2 separate regions of the Sus scrofa genome follow, and region 1 is linked to region 2. The links are chromatin contacts, called in public Hi-C maps. All regions are on one chromosome and are shown on one strand. The core of a region is the stretch at or near the end of the contact, and the rest is flanking DNA. Distances in the headings are between cores, read along the strand shown.

The links. A called contact is a pair of places that touch in the nucleus more often than the background predicts.
Region 1: a contact with region 2 is called in a Hi-C map of embryonic fibroblasts, with 1.9 times the contacts expected there. The contact joins the promoter of HMGN2 here to the promoter of DHDDS in region 2. A contact is called at or near these places in 2 of 47 Hi-C or Micro-C datasets (embryonic fibroblasts and epiblast stem cells) and 1 of 2 datasets of contacts at active chromatin or transcription factors (alveolar macrophages).

What each region holds. Positions count from the first base shown.
Region 1 is chr6:83,853,250-83,858,658 of Sscrofa11.1, reverse strand. It overlaps HMGN2 (high mobility group nucleosomal binding domain 2), which reads right to left and starts at 1,545. Exons shown (of 7, transcript NM_001244114.1): 1 at 1,534-1,545; 2 at 269-366. The coding sequence starts at 283. DHDDS (dehydrodolichyl diphosphate synthase subunit) reads right to left here. Exons shown (of 9, transcript NM_001244123.1): 9 at 3,558-3,887. The coding sequence ends at 3,651.
Region 2 is chr6:83,821,578-83,826,681 of Sscrofa11.1, reverse strand. It overlaps DHDDS (dehydrodolichyl diphosphate synthase subunit), which reads right to left and starts at 3,420. Exons shown (of 9, transcript NM_001244123.1): 1 at 3,379-3,420; 2 at 2,722-2,798; 3 at 519-635. The coding sequence starts at 2,784.

The DNA.
Region 1 (5,409 bases), core at 296-2,795, 34 kb before region 2:
GAGCCCAGGGGAGCGGGATAAACAGCCGCCAACATGGCTCCTCCCGCCGCGGCCGCCGCTCCTCCAATATGGCCTCTGGCGCCCGCGGGCAGCCGAGCCGCGCAGGGTTACCCCGGGGCCGCCTGACACCGCCTCGAGCCACCGCGCCGGGCAGCCGAGCCTGCTTCAGCTCGGCGCCGATTCTCGCGCCCCAAAGCCGAGGAAGCGGCGGCGGCAGCATTGGTGATCACGGCGGCGGCCCAGAGCCTGGGGCCCTCGCGCCACGTACCTTTCTCTTGGGCATGGTGACGGCGGCGGGACGTAGGCGCTGGACACGGGGATGCAGTGGCGCGCGAGCTTTGGTCGGTCCAGGGGTCGCTCTCGCCTCTTCTTCACACTGCTCGGGCTCCGGGGGGTTTATAAAGTTTTTATAGCGCTGGGAGCCCCGGACCGGTTAGAACCGGATTTCACCTCCCGCCGCCGCTCATTGGCCCAGCTGGGGTCACGTGGGCGGGGTTTAAACTCACCTCCTCTGGAGGGAGTGAGGAGGGGGGTATGGGGGGGAGGGCGCGCGAGACGGCGGCGCGCCTAGGGGTGGGGGCGCAGTGGGGGAGGCGCACATCGAAGGCTATAGTTGAGAGGGGGCTGCGAGTCGGCGGGCTGTGGGTTTCGGCTCCCGCCAAGAGCTGGCTTTTGCAAACTACCAAGTTCCTTCCACCTTATGCAACCGAGCTATCCACTTCTCCAAGCCGTGCGACACTTAGGGCGCATCTCAGCCGCTTTCCTTCCTGTTCCCGCTGGGGGCCCCAGAAGAAAGGTTTGCTCAGCCTGGCCGCAATGTCCTTTGCCGGAGGCGGGAAGAAGCGCGCGGCTTCGAGGCACTGGTTGCAGTTCCCAGGGCCAAGGCTGACGCCGAAGTGGGAAAAGAGTGGAGAAGCCAGCTTGGCGCAGCTGGACGTGCATCCTTCCAAACCTCCACTCGGAGGAAGCTTTTCATGCACCTCACCTGGAAAGCGGTCCACTCGAGGTGGGTAGGGGTTCGAGGGGGGCACTTTACAAGCAGAGGTACATTTCGGGTGCAGTGGGGCAGGTAGGAGCTGTCCTTTCAGCACCCGTTGCTCAGCTGCCTCCCCAAGTATCAACGAAGCCCCCCAAAGCTTGTCGAGTGCCTCCCTTAGGTCCTTGTATTCCCACATCTCAGAACCCCGCCACAGAATGACGGAGAGTGGCCGCCAAGAAGGCTTACTAGCACTCCCCTCCCCCTAAGCTCCTCCCGCTTCGGAGACATCAAGCTCAGCTGCCCCCACCCGACGCGGTCACCAAGCCTGGGCGCTGCAAACGCAGCTGGCGAAATCCCTCCTTCCACACTGGCAGACTGGCTTCCTTTCACTTGCGCGAGGAAAAGGACAGTGGAGGAACGCGTCCGGGGGATTAGGAAACAAGTAGAGGAACAGGTGTTGAGATGGCAAAAGGGCTTTTCCAGTGGCTCCCCCTCCTCCGCCCCCAAAGCTAGGGATCTTGGAAGTAGCCAAGTGCACCTTGAGGGAGGTAGACAATTGCTGCAGCAAAACACAGTCTACTCTTGTACTGTTCGCAAACAAGTTTTACATCTAAGAATTTTTAAAATTCTGTTTGACACCCAAGAGAATACAATACGATAAATATCCTCAAGTTGGGGCTTGGCTCACAGGTGGGAGGACATTTAAATAGGTCCCACCTAGTTTCTTGAGGCAAGAGTTGAGCTGGTTTGTACAAATCACACCAGTAGAAAGCACCCACAAGGAGTTCATGTCAACTATTTGCAGTCGCTGTGCCTGTACAGCAGTGGTCCTCAGCCTCTTCTCCTCCCCACCCCTTCAGTGCCTCCTGAGGCAGCCCCTCCTCACCACACCCCACTGTGTACCTTTCCCAGAACACAGGACCTCAGGCCAAAGAGATACCAGCCTGATTAATCACTTCTGCTGTACCCCAATCTACACTGGAGAAAGTCAGACCCAGAAAGGAGACAGGACTCAACAATCATGCTCACAGGGCAGATTCCGTTTGCTGCCTCCAGCCCCTCTTTCCCGCCTTAATTGTAGGGCTCTGCATAACAGCCACATAATTCATGCCTCCCTAATTAAGGCTGTCAACAGCCCCATTGTAAAACTGGAAAATGTACAGCACCTGCTCTCTGGGAACCCTGTGCCAGGGATTGGTAGTGGGGAGTGCCAGGTGTGTGTGGGGGACTTGCCAAAGGGTACATTGATTGGCTTCTCAATCGCAGTGTCTGGCATTATGCTTGATTCTGGGAGCAGGGATGATGGCCAAGGAGTCTCTTGTGCCAGGTATCCAGGCATAGGAAGGGGAGGAGCAGACTGGAGTATAGTCAAGTTAGGGGTTTTAAAGAGTCTGCTCTTAGTACTGCTTGCAAGGCCCCACCTCACCCCTAGAGGGGGGTGCTGGGGAATCGGTTTGCAGAGAGTAAAATGTGAAGACTAAACAGAGTAGCTCTTGGGTGGTATTACCAGCTGGTGCTTGCTGCTCTGGGGCACCTGAAGCATAGAGTTGCTCAGGCCGACAGCTCTTCAAAGGCACTAATCCTCTCAGCAGCTCCTCAGTGAGGCCTGGGAGGGAGAGGTAAGGGAAAGGACACAGCCTTTCACTTGGCCCTCTTCTCCCTGCTGGGCAGCCTTGGCCTCACAAGCTGAGACTGCCATGCTGAAAATATATTGTCTCATGGGCCTACTTAGGGGCCCAGGTCAAACACGGACAGAAGCCTCAAAGAGTAAGGAGGTGGGAAGCAGAGTTGAGATGCAGAGGGCAGGAGGCAGTCAGTTGGGAGAAGTGCTTGTTTCTGTGCTCTTGGTCTTGACGTGTTCCAGGGAAGGAGGCCTGTGCTGGGTTAGATTCGCCAGGGCCTAAAGGCCCTTCTGTTACCCTGTAGCCATGGAGGGGGCCAGTCTCACTGGGGAGTGGAGCCTGGCCCCATGCCCCGCAAGAGGAGGAGAAAAGCTTGTGTGGGCTGAGTCGACAATAGGTAATTGGATTGTAATCACCCGCCTGGCTTCCGAGCGCCATTGGGGGCGCTGAGCCTTTCAGTGAGCAATCAGCACTGCGTGGTGGGAGGGGGTAGAGAGTCAATAGCAAATCCCAGGTGGAGAGCCAAGGGGGAGGAGCAGCAGATGGGCAAATTTTCTTTCTGTCTCTCCACTTCCTTGCCTAAATAACGCTGGCTGCCTATTAGCTATTTACCAGCAGATTCAAGGTGGAGCCACATCTTTTGTGAAGACTAAGATGGATGGGTAAAGGACCAGGGTTTGGGGGAGACCTCTTTCCTTGAAGGATTGCTGGTGGAAAAAGAAAGTACAGTGAGAAGCACAGGTAGAGGTGGCAAAAGTGGAAGAAGCAGGCAGCAGAAGGGCTATGGCCCCCTACTCACCAAACCTACTGGTGAACAGAGCTGGGTTTAGCGTACTTGTGGGAGACTCTCACCCTCAACCTTCCCCAAGGGCACTGTCCCAGGCAGCCCCAAGGTATGTATCTATGGCACGCAGACCTGGCCTCTAGGGCTCCCTGGCCAAGCAAAGGAAACACAATTCATCTTCAGGAGGGAGGTGCCTTTCACCAAGAAAGGGGAGTGGGGCCCTGGAGGCAGAGGGCAGGGCGAAGTGGCAGGAGGCCAGCCTCACTCAGGCTGATGCGGTGCCCAGACGTGCCAGCCAGTCAGCCCGCTTGAGTTCCAAGGCCTGCAGGAAGACTTGGACTCGCTCTTCCCTTCTGGCTAGGAGTTTGTGCAAGCGTGTCCGTCGGAGCTGGGTGTCTCCACTGGCCTGGAGCCCCTCTTGCAGCAGCTGCTCTGTCACTGCAGCCTGGTCTCTCTCCAGCTGCTGCCTCTTCCGCTCCTCTGCATACATGTCTCGGGCCTTCTGCTAGAGAAAAGTGGGGATTGGGGTGGGGAGATCATTTTTAGGTGTGGGTGGAATTGGGATAGAAGAGGTAGGGGGTGGGGCACAGGAGAGGCCAAGGTAAGTGGAACATGGGGAGTCTGTACCAGAGTTGGAAAGGTTTAGGAGGTGATGGGCAGTGCTCATGTTGTATAGGCAGGGCAGTGGCAGTTCTGGGTCCATCTTGGCTTGTTTTGGGTGGAAGCATCTATATTTCTTTTTTTGTTGTTTTTTTAGGGCCACACCCATGGCATATGGAAGTTCCCAGGCTAGTGGTTGAATAGTAGCTGTAGCTGATGGCCTAGGCCACAGCCAGAGCAATGCCAGATCTGAGCCACGTCTGCCACCTACACCACAGCTCACGGCAACACCGGGTCCTTAAACCACTGAGTGGGTCCAGGGCTTGAACCCACATCCTCATGGATACTAGTCGGGTTCATTACTGCTGAGCCACAATGGGAACTCCAAGCATCTATGATTCTTGAAATTCTTCTCAGGTTTGCACTTGGAAGGGAACCAATGTGGGTCTGACTTCTGGTTTCCCCACCACCTAGCTTTGTGGCTTTGGGCAAATCCTCTCCTAACCTCATTTCTTCATTTGTAAAGTGGGGGTTGTGCCTACCTTGAAGAGTGGTTTTAAGGATTAGAGGTAATATATGCAAAACTCCTCTAGCATATTAGCAGGCTGTCAAAGAAAAACAGCGATCTTACAAGTTATTACCTGCCTATTCTCTGATGCAAGGAAGGTCCTATTCCTGCCTGGGGCACACCCATTGGTTCATTTCCTTTGGTTTCCCAGGTTACTCGAAGGGTGCCATCTTCCCAACTCCCTAAGTTATTTTTTAGAGTTTGGCTCCAGAACTGCTTTCCACATGGAGACCAGCCTGACTCGCCCAGAAAATGACCCTCCTGTGAACATTCTGAGAAGCAGATTCAGCTTTTCTTAAGCCATTCACTGCATTCTGCCTCTAGGATAGGCATTAGTGTCCACAGTCCACTCTTTCTGTTAGAAAATGAGCCCCTGAAGGCTCAGTAGAGGCCTCAGGCTCCTGAAACCTGTTCTGACATCTGGCAGGTGATTATACTACTTGGCAGCACTTATCATACCTTGTGTGTGTCTCTAGACAAACCATAAATTCCTAGAGGACAGAGACTGTGGCCTTTCCTCTCTGGCACGTGGAGCACCCTGTGCATGTGAAATACTCAATCTACTGACCATATGATCCCAGGAGGAGAAGGAGGATGCTCCTGGCACAGGAGGGGAACATCCCTCTGGAGCAGAACCAAGGCTTGGCCGTGCCTCACCGATGCTCTCTGCTCCTGCCACTCTAACAGGCTAGAGAATTTCTGCACCAGAGTTCTCCTGCCAGACCTATTCCATGTGTGAGAAGCTCCTGCTTTGCTGCCAACTTGGCATCCTATACCCTTGATGACCCTTAGGACATTCTACCTCGCACTGTGGTATCTGGGTACCTGTTTGTGTCCTCCTCAGCATGAAAACACC
Region 2 (5,104 bases), core at 2,171-4,670:
AAAACCCAAAACTCTCTCAGGAGTTCCTGCTGTAGCACAGTGGGTTAAGGATCTGACATTGCCACAGCTATGGTTTAGGTCACAGCTGCAGCTCAAATTCAATCCTTAGCCAGGGAACTTCCAAATGCCACAAGTGCAACAAAAAACAAACAGAAGTTCCCATCGTGGTGCAGTAGAAATGAATCTGACTAGAAACAATGAGGTTTCGGGTTCAATTCCTAGCCTTGCTCAGTAAGTTAAGGATCCAGTGTTGCCCTGAACTGTGGTGTAGGTCGAAGATGCAGCTCGGATCTGGCATTGCTGTGGCTGTGGTGTCGGCTGGCAGCTGTAGCTCTGATTAGACCCCTAGCCTGGGAACCTCCATATGCTGTGGGTACGGCCCTAAAAAGACAAAACAAACAAACAAAACAAAACCAAAAAACCCACTCTCAAACCACAGCAAATTAAGGCCTGGGTTTTCTAGTTATAATAAAATTTCCCACAGACCATTCGCCTTGGGTTTTGCCACCCACACCCACCTCAGCCAGTTTGTTGAAGCCCTGTGAGTGGCCCTCCTGCCGCTCCACTTGGCATTTCCTGGCATAGCGACGGTTCCCATCCATTATAAATGCAATATGTTTGGGCATTGGGCCTGCCTGTGAAGTAAGGAGACAAACACATCATGTACTCTTCAGAGATTAAGGAAGACAATATGCCTAGCTGATAGGCTTGAGCTATGTGATAAAAGCCCCAAGGAAGGGAATTGGGTATTCCATACTTTAGCTCAATACGCAGGTGTTAGGCCCTTTTAGTTATTTCTATTTACATATCTACTGAGCACTTGGCACATGCCAAGTACTATGCTGGGCTTTTTACATTTCAGCTTAATTTTTTATCACACAAACATGTAAAGCAAATACTATTATTTTCATTTCTAGTAAGAAAAACTGAGGCTCAGGGAGGTCAAGTGACTTGCATAAGTCACAAAGGCCAAGAAGAGACAAAGTGGGGAATCAAACTGAGGTCTATGCGCTTTCAGAGTCCATCTCTTAACCATATGCCCTTAACCAACACCTTGAAATCATTAGCCTCCAACTGGGAGACGCAGGAAGGACATTGATGGGTGTGGTCAAATGTAGCAGATATCCTCCAGACAGAAGGACTCAGTTCTATCTGAGTCTTGCCACACAGGAATTGGGGGGAGGAGGGCTAATGTTATTGGGTCTTCTTACTTTACAGGAGAAACCAGTCAGGATTTTCATGAAAATTTACATGCAGGAGCCATTTCAAAACAAAGAAGACATTCTAGAGGTAAATAAAACTTATCTCGCTATGGCAGCCTTTTGTTGTCTGTCATAACAAAAATTCACTCTTTGAGCTATTTCCCTCACTGGAGGGGTTCTTCATAGTCTGCACCTCTCTAACATTTCTTACTTCTGTTCCCCACATATAGCTGTTAAAAAAAAAAAATCCAGGAGTCCTTGTGGCTCAGTGACTTAAGTACCCAGCTAGCATCCATGAGGATGCAGGTTGGATCCCTGACCTTAATCAGGGGGTTAAGGATCCAACATTGCTGCAAGCTGCAAGGTAAGTTGCATTTGTGGCTCAGATCTGGTGTGGCTATGGCTGTGGCACAGACTGGCAGCTGCAGTTCTGAATCAACCCTAGCCTAGGAACTTCCATATGCTGTGGGTGTGGCTGTAAAAAGAAAAAAAAAAAAATTCCAGTCAAGTCATGCAGCTTCTTCTTTCCAACACATGACCACAGAGGTTCCCTGAGAAGTTGCTCTTCATTTGCTGGCCTGCCTGACATCACTTGGCATTTGTGTGGAAGTATGTGTGTGGATACAAAGCTTAATGACTCATAAATTCATTGCTACTGCTGCTTGAGAGCCTGAGGCTGAAAAATAAAACCAAGCTGACTGGCTCCAATTTCAAACTTTTCATATACGGAGGATATAACACAGTTGTGATTCCTAGAGAAAAAGCAGACGGAAGATCTAGAAAACCCAGGGGAGTGTAGGAAACAGAGTGTCTGTAGTCTTCAAATGGTTGAAAGACAGCCGTAATAATAATTAAGAACTTGTGCTGATTTTATTAGTTTCCTTAAAACTCAAAACGACCATAGAAAGCCACATGGTTAATAAATGATAGAACAGGGAGTTCCCGTCATGGCACAGCGGAAACGAATACAACCAGGAACCATGATTTTGCGGCTCGGATCTAGCATTGCTGCGGCTGTGGTGTAGGCTGGCAGCTGTAGCTCCGATTAGACCCCTTGCCTGGGAAACTCCATATACCGCGGGTGTGGCCCTAAAAGGACAAAAGACAAAAAAAAAAAAAAAAAAAAAAGAACAGGACTTCCATTCATTCTCTGCCTACAGAGCCCCAAGTCTTAACCATTACACTCTATTGCCACATCAGGGAAAAACTATTTTATCTAGACCCAGAGGATACTACTAGGAATAACAGATCAAATTTCTAAGGAAACAAATTTCAAGTTAAGGTCTATGCTACCCATCGATATTGGGAGGTCCCGGCCTTCCTGAAAATGTGAGAACTAGGGCAATGATCTTCCGGAAAGGTAGACCTGGAACTTACCTGCAATTCTGACTTTGACACCATTACTAAATTTTATCACAAATCCATAAACATCATGGATTACTCAATTTTAACAACAGGTTTTGATATAAGATTACACAATTGACCAGAAAGCCAAATGGTGCTGTGGGCCATTGCTCACCTTTATAATATTTGCACAGAACCGCTCCCAAAATGACAGCTCTCCTTCCTTGATCCATGACATAGTTCTTGCGCCAGCTGGAGAAGCAAAGAACAATTAGACACCAACCAGGTCACCTTGTATAAACAAGAAAGAGAATCAGACGTCTCCATGGCTTGCAAACAACCATGGCTGACTTGCAGAGATTCACCAGAACAGTATAGAGTGGCCAGCATTAGAATCCAAAAATGCTGGTCTAAACCTCTAGTCTTTCACCACCCAGAGTTTATAAGCCAATGGGACTTTTGGGACAGAGGCCTTTCCTTGTGTCTCTGAGCTTGGTGGACTTTGCTCCCATCCCCTTTTTTTCTGTGTCTGCATTGCCTTTTTGTGAACATGTAAGCCTGCTTCCTGCCACATCCACATTGTGTTGTCTATACCCTGATCCTTTCCCCTTCTTCCTTCTTCATCTTCTCCCCAGGCCGTTTCCTACTCTCGGCGCTCCAGGTCACTAACCCCTTCAGCTGTAGCACCCGTTACCCCTCTTACCTGAGAGGTTTCCCAATTATTTACTCCCTTACTCCCTCACTTGTCTCTTCCACTGCCTTCTTTGTCCCTACCACAGCTGCCTCCAGTCCAGTCATCTCTCTCCTCTAGCCCACCCCTTGAACACAGCACCTTGACAGGTTCCGCCGGCGCCTTCCAATCGCTCTAGTGGACGGACACTTTCTCACGATGTGGCGCTGGAAGAACACGTCATCGACGGGCGCTGGGACACGCCCCTCCGGTCACCTAACGGGCGGGGCCCTGGCCTGCGCCTGCGCGTTCGGAGGAGGAGAGGCGCGAGAGTTCCTGGCAGTTCACATTCCCGGGGAGGGGCGGGGCAAAGGGGAAAAGTTGCGCTCGCGTGACGGAACTGGGAGGGCACTCCTATGGGCCGCGTGCTGAGAACAGGGCTGAGGAAGGCAGGGTTCGGACCACCTGAGAGAGCCCAGAAGTCTGTAGACCTTCCGGCCGGTTAGGTTACAGGGCTAGTTTCTGAAAGGCAGCGACTTCTCCGCCACTGATGGCAGTTTTGGATTTAAAAGGGCTAAGGCAGCGTCCTGCCAGCCAGAAGTTCTCAGAACTGGCTTTAGAACTCTGGTATAAGTCTTAAAAATCCTGGTTTTATACGGTTTTTGAGTGGATTTAATCATTTGCGAAGTTCCTAGCCCTAGCCAGTCTCACAGAGGCATTTAATACCAATCCATTTTGTGCTGACATAAGGCATTCAAGATTTTTGGATTTGCATTCTCAGGCCCTACCCCAAAGAACTCAAAAAAAAAAAAAAAAAAAAAAAAAAAAAAGAGGTTAAAGCCGGAAGGATGGCTTCTGAAATCTAAGAGACCATCGACTAACCCTGACAGAAAAATCAAGGGCATTCATTCTGTACCAAATCTTTAAGGAAAAGGGTTGCAGAAGTTTGAGGTACTAACTTACAAAAGAAATTGGGAGTTTGGTTTCCTCAGAATTATAGGAGAGTCCTGTGTGGCTCAGCAGTAAGCATCCTGACTAGAATCCAAGAAGAGTTTGGTTTGATCCCTGGCCTCACTCAGTGGGTTAGAGATTTGGTGTTGCAGCAGTCCGATGCATAGGCCGGAGATGCGGCTTGGATCTGATATTGCTGTAGCTGTGGTGTAGGCTGGCAGCTGCAGCTCCGATTAGACCCCTAGCCTGTGAACTTCCATATGCCCTGGTGCAGCCCTAAAAAGAAAAAAAAAAAAAAAAATATATATATATATATATATATATGGGAAAAAAAATATATATATATATGGGAAAAAATATATATATATTAGGGGGAAAAAAACAAACTTTACCTAAGAACCTTCTTGTAGTTTTACTTGGGATTAGTTTTATCAAGGAAACAAGGCAAGGACGATATTGCAGTGGCAACCCCCAGCTCACTACCTGTGTCTCCTATTTTTTCTGATGAGTTGCTTTCAACAGAGTGAAATGATTAAAGTACTCTAAAATGAGTAACTCACCCATGAATGTCTATTAAGCTTTTCCACCCATCCTGCTTTGCATCCAGGTTAGTTTCTGCCTAGCCAATTACTTCAATTTTGCAGGAAAACCATTTACTTAAACAAAATAGGTGCTACTTTTAACATCTGTGGTCAGCTTTGACTTTTGGTAATAAGTCCCTAGTGTGATGTATGAAAATTCTGTTAATGTTTTCTTGCACTTTGTAATAGTTGGTTTGTCTCCAAGTCTTTTTTAGACCCTCCTTCACTTAAAGGGAGCTAGGTATTTAAAAATACAATGTTCATTAGGCTAAAACCAAAATGTGAATGTGTGTTTATAGCTAGTCAGTGTATCTCCTCTGGCCTCAATTTCCCCAGATCCACATATTTCCCTCCTC